2 separate regions of the Bos taurus genome follow, and region 2 is linked to region 1. The links are chromatin contacts, called in public Hi-C maps. All regions are on one chromosome and are shown on one strand. Each heading gives the region's core, a stretch centred on a gene start, on an enhancer-like site or on the middle of the called end of the contact. The rest is flanking DNA. Distances are from core to core; before and after follow the strand shown.

Region 1 (4,296 bases), core at 1,242-3,741:
CAAGCTAAATAAACATTCAAACAAATGAACCAAAAAGATCGCTCAAGCCTTGTGTCTTGGCAGAAGTGTGGCAACAATTGCAAGCTGTTGAAATTTCCCCTTTGCAAAATCTAGAGCAAAGATAAGGCTTTTTTTCTTCTTCTTGTGCTTACTTTCAGTTCTTTATTGAGATGCACCAGCATAAAATTCCCTAAGTAACATCTGGAATTCCCCAGTGCTAAGTTATTTGACTAGCAATTGAGCAACAGCTATTGTACTTTTTGTTCTGGTGTGTAGACATTTAAACTGCGAAGTGCACCCTGGACTTTCCAAGTGGGTGTGGTCAGGGTGAGCTGGAATAGGGCTACTCATTATACAAGTGAAATCGCTGCAGCCAATAGACGCTGGAATTTTTCAAATGAAGTTTCAATTTTATACCACCTACTCCCTTCCTCATTCACCGCAGTCTCATATCCTCAAATGCAAATTGTGAATCACCCCCTCCCCAAATAGATCATTGACTTTGAAGAGCCTTCCTATAGGGGGAAGACTTAAAAAAAAAATGGTGCTAATAAAAATCAGAAAGGAAAAGTTGTTTGTTTTCCTCTTCCCCTAAATATTTTTTCTTCCTTTTCCAGAATTTTAAAGAATTTTCTTGTAAGTGGTGAAATAAAAGGACTCTGAGACTTAAAACCCCCATCTCTCAGAAAATGATATCAAAATGCACTTGCTTTGTAGTTTTATTTGTAGCATGATCCTTGACTTAAATGCGTATCTTTGCAAGACAAGTATTTACTTTTTATATTCCATTTTTTTCCTTAAGGAACTAGAGCAAGTTGAACCTAAAATCTCAGTTCAGTTCATGATAAAATGGTTTTTTTCTTATTACCACATTTCTAATTTGGCAGAATCTCTTCTTTTCAACTCTCCCAAAGTTGACTCCACCTCTTTTTGTAACAAAATGGGAGAGTTAAAACCACAGACTGTCAGGAATATAAACCCCTTGATGATGACTTAACATAATTACCTACTTCTAAGCATCTCTTGATTTAATGCCAAAACCAGTGTAAACACTAGGTAGCCTCCGTTTTCTATGTTTCTAAGAATCTATGCTTCAAAAATAAAAGCACAATGTTGAGGTGATGCACTTAACCCCCACAACCCAAGCAAAAAGTCATGTCCCTCAATAGCGCCAAGTTACCCAAGTCAAAAACGGCCAAAGTGAAGGTACCAATTCATTTAGTTAAGTTAACATACTTATCATCTGGTCTCACTGTCAATGAAGATGTATTATTTTGCCCTTAGATGTATATCAACCAAAATAATTGGGATGGTTTAGGATTGTCACTGATCTAAGGGCAAGAGTTTCCTGCTTTTACCTAGACAATAAGCAGTCTACTGCTTCTTGTAACAATTAACTACATTTATAAAGTAGAATTTTGTTTCTACATTTAACACTAGGCTTGAATGTTTCTGTGATGTGCATACTCTTGCTCAAAGGAAAGAATTAAAAAAAAAAAAAAAAACAGTGAAGTTTAGAACAGGAAACAGCAATGAGTTGTAAACAGCCATTGGGCAGACAGTCACAGATAGCAAGAAATGCAGTACAGTACTAGGAATCCCTAAAAAGAATGAAATAGAGGACTAAAACCTGCACTAAGAACTCAGGTTTATCTGTCTAGTTAGTATCTTGGGACTGCAGGCAGCAGAACCTAGGTAAGGGAGGAGCTGACAACAGCCACTGGTTAACCCATAAAATGCCATCAATTCAAGAAGTGTAAGGCCATCATCATGAGCATTTTCTAATGACAGTGGAAAACACTATTGATTTTCACACCATGCTTTTCTTCTGAACTTTTTAAAGCCTTTTGATATTTCCATTACTCGTAAGGGAAGGGTATTTCACAGATGATTAAACAGTCACAAGAATTAGATACAGAAGTCATACATACATACCCTACACATACATGTAACGCACAGTGTCCAGAAATGCATTCTCCAAGGTTCAGTGTGCTCTGCTCTCTAACATGCACTAGAAATCACCCTTAATTTAAATACTCACACAGCAAGCTTGCTTTCATCACATGCCCCTTGGAGTGTCTCTATACTAAGGTACCTATAGCCTTAAGAGATTTGAATTGGGGCTGGTGCCTTTTAATAAATAGGGACCCAGCATGGTAGGAGCCACCTCAACCCCTAGACAAAAGCACGTCTTACCATTTGTTTTCAGTGCCACAAGCCTCCTGACTTCTCGACACCAGTTGAGCTTCTTCTGGCTTTCCAGGGAAGCCTGGATGTTTCTGTCAATGAGAGCATTGTGGATGATCTCCCGAAACTGTGGACAAAACTGGCAAGTTCTGAACATTTCCAGAGTGTATCGGTGCATGGATTTAAAATGGTGAATGATTCCATTGGCAGGTTTAAAAATATCTGCTGGCGTTCTCTCTCGTATCTTCACAGCTTTCCGCATATTGCTCAAATACAAGGCCAGAGGAAGGAGTTGCTCAGCCATGGTGCTCTCCAATACCTGAAGAGGAGGGAAAGAAAACCCCACGCCGTTAGTCTGACTTTGATATGACTCCTATATACCTGCCTGCAGGAAACCCCACCGTCTGATCTTGTCATCACCCTGAGCAGCAGGCAAAAGATCTTAGTCACCTCTACTCCCAGGATACTAGCTGGCCCCAAAGATGAACTCACACTGGACAGTTTTAAGTTACATCATTTTTAAAGATTAGTCTAAACAAGAGAAGGAGTGGGCAATGAGGAGGAGGGGAATAACCCGTGTTTTCAGTAATGTTTGTCAGGGAGCCAAGCTTGTCTGTCAGCAACAGGTACGGTGCCTTCTAACTGACTGAAACTCCCATCTCATCCTGATGTTGTTCTGGGGGCAAACACTGGATTTGAGGTGCCCTGAATGCTGGTTACAGGCACAGTGTAGCCCTGGCAAGTCAGCTCCTCTTCTAAGAGCACCACCAAGCAACCCTTTTTTTTAGTCCATGTCTTGATTTACCTCTTTCAAGCACACCCTCCCTATACTGGAAAGACAACAAATATTTTGTGGAAAATCCTGCAATTTTATGCTGTTATGTAGGCTGTCAATTGGAATTTTCTCTATAGTCCCCAAAAGGAACATTTATAAAGCATTTACTTATAAAATGCTATTTATATATATACATAGAGAGTTAAATTGAATGTTTTATAACCAACAAAAAAGTCTACTCCTAGCAAGATGCTTTCCAATTTTAAGAGCAAACAGTTAGCAGTCTTTCAGAACCTCTCCACTGAACGTTACAACATCAGAAGAATAATTAGAATAATAACAATACTAGAATAATAAATCCTACACTTCCAAGGGCAGATAGTAAAAGCACAGAATTATATTCTATGTAATGATGGAATTAACTGGACTACTTGAACTCAACTGCCAACACAATTTTATCATCATCTTCCAGCTACCAATACTCAGATTGATTTCTCACCCTGTTTTCATCCTGAAATCTTCAAGCACAATCAACCAGTGGAAAGAAATACAAGTTTGGAAGCAGACAAGGAAAGAAGTTGCAGCCAGAGGGGGCCACTCAGGACCAATGAAAGAGGAAGGGGATAACCCCAGCATCTCCAATCCATGACAATAGCATGGGAAGATGTGAATTGATTTAACATGGGACTTTACAGCTCATCTCTTTGTGGAGAGCCAGCTGACATTCACTGACCCTGAGCAGAGTGCCCTGCCGTCCATCCAAATTTCCAAGATGAGGACAAAGACAGTTTCCGAGCACGAACAGAGCCTCTAGGAAGTTTCACTGTGATTGTTAATCCCAGTCCTGTAGCATACTGTTTTCTAGGGCAAGACTCTAGATGAGAAAGTTAAACCAAGTTAAGAAGGAGAAGAAAAGTATGTTACAAGAAAGCCTGTCCTGGGTAGGTCTCAGCTTTCTTAAAGACATTGATAAAATGGTCTAAATTCTCATGGCCCACTCCAGGAAGACAGGTGGACTAGATGACTCCGAGGTTGCTTCTGAGGAGTCTTCTGGTGGTAGATTTAGATTCTTAATCTGATAGCTAGATGATGCCTGGAAGAAGTCATTCTCTGGGTCAAATGGTAATCTCTCCTTTTTGACGTCAGACATTCCTTGCAGGTGGAATTGGGCAAAATCATGGTAAGGCCACAGACACGACTAAGGGACAAAAACATCACACGTGCTCCCCCCTTGGTGGCATGGCAAAAGCCTCTTTCATGATGTCATTCATTTGTCCATCCATCACTCAGCAAGCATGGCCTGACCACATGCTTCTACTGCCTGACCATCAACT
Region 2 (4,296 bases), core at 470-2,969, 100 kb before region 1:
TATTGGAGGCTGGTCGTATAGATGATCTCTGCCCAGCATGTGTACAAATTCCAGGCTCCCAGAAGGAAAGCAGATATTCAGCATTAACTGTACTGCTTGCCCAGTTCAGGGACAGGAGGCACTCTTATCAATTTGGGAAATGGAGTAAACAATCTCAAAATCCAGGTTGCTAGATACCAACCAAGGATCAACCTCACGAAGAAGCCTTTTCAAGACCAGCAGTCACACTTAATACGTCAACACTTTTCTGTTCCTGCATCTGCTAAGTGGAAGGGCTAGGCTTCCATCACAAATAGATTCTGGAGGCCAACTGCTGAAGCACTGTCCATGGGTTATCAGAGGTGTCCAGCAGATAGATTCCGGATCCTGGAATTCAGGGGAGAGTCTGGTTAGAGATGTCGGTACAGGAGTTGCTGGCCAGAGTCACACTGAAAGCTGAGGAAGTGAATGTAGTCTGAGCTGAAAAAAGGTCAGAGGACTACACCCTGGGGCACTCCCCACATCCAGAGTTCATGAGAGGATGAAGTTCAGTGGACAATAAAAAGAGGCCAGTGCATTCAGAGGAAAACCAAGAGGAAGTCATGATTGACCAGCCAAATGAAGTTAGTGTTTCAAGAAGGGAGAGAGGAACAACAGATACTGCTAATGGATGAGACAAAAAAGACTATGCAGTGACCCTGGGGCTTGACCGTGTGCCGGTTGCTGTCTTTGCCCAGAACTCTTGCAGTGGGAGAGTCAGGCAGAAGTCTGACTGGAGTGGGTTCTAGAGAGCATGGGAAGAATGGAAGTGGAGATCACAAAGGATTAAAAACTCTTTAAGGCATTTTGCTCTAAAAGAAAAGGGACAAGTGGGATAATAACTGGAGGGGAAAGTAGATTTCAGAAGATGTGTGTGTGACATGGGAGCTATTATAGCATGTTTGTATGCTGTTGGGACTGGGCTAAGAGAGGAGGGAAATGAGTGGTGCATGAGATCAAGTGGGCCATGGTGTCCTTGAGTAGGTGAAAAGGGATGGGACATAATGTGCTAAATTGGTTTTATTGATCTAATGATCACGGGCTGCTCCTCCAGAGTTACAGAGGGAAGGCAAATGGTTCGAGCACCGAGGCAGGTGGGGTGGCTGGGTGAATGTGGAGATAACAGGGTGTGGAATTTCTCTTTTGGTTGCTTCAACTTTCACCATAAAATGGACGCACTTTAGCAGAGTCAGGAAGGGGGAGAATGTGATGGAAGTTTGAAGAGGAGAGAAGATGCGTGACGTCATCTACAAGGTCACAGGAGTGAGCTGACTTGGGAAATATGACAGAACTGCTTGGGCTAGGATGGGCCTAGCAGAATCTCAGATATCTGCTGCCAGGAATTTAAAATAAGACCAGCTGCCACGGTGGAGTGTTTTTTCCAGCCCTGTGTGGGGGTAGGGCTGCAGGCACAGAGTGATAGAGGGTGGGGTTAACCAGGGTGGGGTTTGGCCAGGCAAGTGTAAGAAAGAGCATGGAGGGTGGGAGCAGGGGAGTTTATCTACGGAAGCGGAGGTAGAGTGTTGTGGGGCTCAATTCTCACTCCTTCCTGCCGGGAGGGACAGGCGGGCCTCAAAAGTCATTTCCGTTTCAGGTACAGTGTATTGTGCAATAATTTCACCAAGAGTACAAGGCTTATCTGTGATGTAAAGTCTATTGCTTTTGCTGACTCTGACTTACCTTTGTACCAACAGCCCAGGCTGGTAACCACTAATCCACAGAGAACCAGTGACAGACAGCAGCAACTTTCTCTGGTTGTCCGTCCCTGTGGCCTTGAAACAAGTACCCTCTCCAAGATGCTCTCCAAGCCTGACCCTCACCCTTTACAATCAGTACACACCATTCACCATGCCAGCTGGGAAGCGGCCAGCCTTCCCTTGATGGGAAATAGGTTTTGACAGGTTGACGAGTTGTTCCCACCCAGGTGTGAGGCCCACTTCCTCCCTCTCCAGCCCCACACCCGTCAGAGGACTTTGTCCGATTCTCTACTTCTTACTCAGCTTATAGCCTCTTGTCAAGCACACATCTCTGGGGTCCCTTGGTTTGTTCCTTCTTGATTTCAGCCTGCAGTGACTCAGCCTGCTTTCCCAGCCCTTCCTGTCCCCTGAGGGCCAGGCCAGCGCCCCCTCCTGGGTCCCTCCCTTCCTAGTCATCTCTGAAGAAAGCTCCCCAGGTCCTTTTGATTTTAAAACACTTACTGAAGCTCCAATACTTTGGCCACCTGATGCAAACTGCTGGTTCACTGGAAAAGACCCTGATATTGGGAAAGATTGAAGGCAGGAGGGGAAGGGGGTGACAGAGGATGAGATGGTTGGATGGCATCACCGATTCAATGGACATGAATTTGGGCAAACTCTGGGAGATGGTGATGGACAGGGAAGCCTGGCGTGCTGCAGTCCATGGGGTCACAAAGAGTCGGACATGACTTGGTGACTGAACAACAACAAAATTGCATATCACAAATGTATAGGACTACAAATAGATCACAGATAACTAAAACTGGCATAATACAGAATTTCTAGAATCCCAACACAGTTGGCGTAACTGTGGTTCGATTTCTGGATGGGTTCCAGCTTGGGATGGTGGCTTAGAAAACTATCCAATCTTCCTTCCTGTGTGTCTCTCACCACACTTCTGACATGAAATGGGAATCAGGTTTTCCCATACTGAGCAATTTCTGTGACACCATCTGGGGGTCCTACGATTTAACTCAGTTCTGTACTGTCTACTTAGAGGTAGCGTCTGACCCCACAGGTGAAGGGCTCAGTCCCAACAGACTTCCCCTTCTCCCACATCGAAGCCAAATGCAAGTGGAGGTCATTGGGTTTCCACAGCTTCACGGCTACATACCTGATCTTCTCCCCCTGGGACTTGATTATTTACTAGAACAGCTCACAGAACTCAGGGAAACACTTCTGTTTACTAGTTTGTTAAAGGGTACAGATGAGCAGCCTGATGAAGTGCTACATAGGGTGAGTTCTGGAAGGGTCGTGGATTCAGGAGCATCTGTCCCCGTGCAGTTGGGATGCATCACCAGCTGGTACAGGGATGTGTTCACCACCCGGGAAGTTCTCTGAACCCCTTACTTTGGGATTTTCCTGGAGGCTTCATCATATAGGCATGATGGCACCTTCACTCCATTTCCAGGCCCTCTTCTCTTTCTAGAGAGGTGTGGTTGAGAGGATGAGGCTGAAAATGCCGAGCATCTAATCATGACTTGGTCTTTCTGGTGACCAGCCCCCATCCCAGGAGTGCTCTCAGAGTCTCCTCATTAGCACAAGAGATGCTCCTAGTGTTCTTGAAAGTGAAAGGGTTAGTCACTCAATCTTGTCCAACTCTTTGTAAGAATACTGGAGGGGATAGTCATGCCCTTCTTCAGGGGATCTTCCTGACCCAGGGATCGAACTCAGGTCTGCATTGCAGGCAGATTCTTTACGGTCTGAGACACCAGGGAAGCCCCCTTAGTGTACTTACCACTTAGGAATTTACAAGAGTTTCAGGAGCTCTGTGCTAGGAACCAGGACAAAGCCAAAGATGTATTTCTTATTAGAAATCACAGCATCACATCTGGGCGATGGAAACTTCTGCCTTTAGCTAATTCCCAAGGCTGAATTTACCATCAACAACAGGCAGGTCTCCAGCATCCCCAGGGTCTCCTAAGAGCTCCTCCCTCCAGTTCCCAGGGCTGACGCACCCCCTCCCTAGAGATGGAGGCTGGCACCTTGGGGGACCACAGTCCTCAGAGCTCGTTTCCCCACAGGCCCTGTTGCTTAAGTTCTCTGGCTACATTTCCTCATTTTGAATTAGGGAGAGAAACAGATGTTTTATAGAGTGGGTATAAAACCTGGAAATGTAAAGATTAGTTTTCTTTCCCTTTTCCTTGTTTCAGAGCACGCCAAAATCACTTTGAATGGCTTTCCCCAAACCACAAAGGCATAGAGTGGAACATTGAAAGCTTCTGAACAAAGAGAACCACAGAACTCAGGGTAAACTCCCAAAGCATAGGGTGAAAGCTCATGCTTTCACTAAGGGACTTCCCTGGTGGCTCAGATGGTAAAGAATCTGCCTGCAGTGCAGGAGATCCAGGTTCCATCCATGGGGAAGATTCCCTGGAGTAGGAAATGGCAACCCACTCCAGTATTCTTGCCTGGAGAATCCCATGGACAGAGGAGTCTGGTGGGCTACAGTCCATGAGGTTGTAGAGTCAGACACAACTGAGCAACGAACACCTTCACTTTCACTAAGGGAGGCATCAGGGACCAGACTTACACTCATCCT

What was found. A called contact is a pair of places that touch in the nucleus more often than the background predicts.
Region 2: a contact with region 1 is called in a Hi-C map of liver, with 2.3 times the contacts expected there. The contact joins the enhancer-like site here to the promoter of TNFAIP3 in region 1. A contact is called at or near these places in 3 of 11 Hi-C or Micro-C datasets (liver, skeletal muscle and an unstated tissue).

The regions. Positions count from the first base shown.
Region 1 is chr9:75,742,928-75,747,223 of ARS-UCD2.0, reverse strand. TNFAIP3 (TNF alpha induced protein 3) reads right to left here and starts at 2,491. Exons shown (of 8, transcript NM_001192170.1): 1 at 2,197-2,491. The coding sequence starts at 2,491.
Region 2 is chr9:75,846,629-75,850,924 of ARS-UCD2.0, reverse strand. No RefSeq gene overlaps it. Among named protein-coding and RNA genes, the nearest start is that of PERP, 78 kb to the left of the region's middle. Within about 2 kb of position 1,719, at least 14 of the 102 cell types and tissues checked have an H3K27ac peak or open chromatin away from gene starts, as enhancers often do. A contact at or near this core is called in liver, where this site is marked.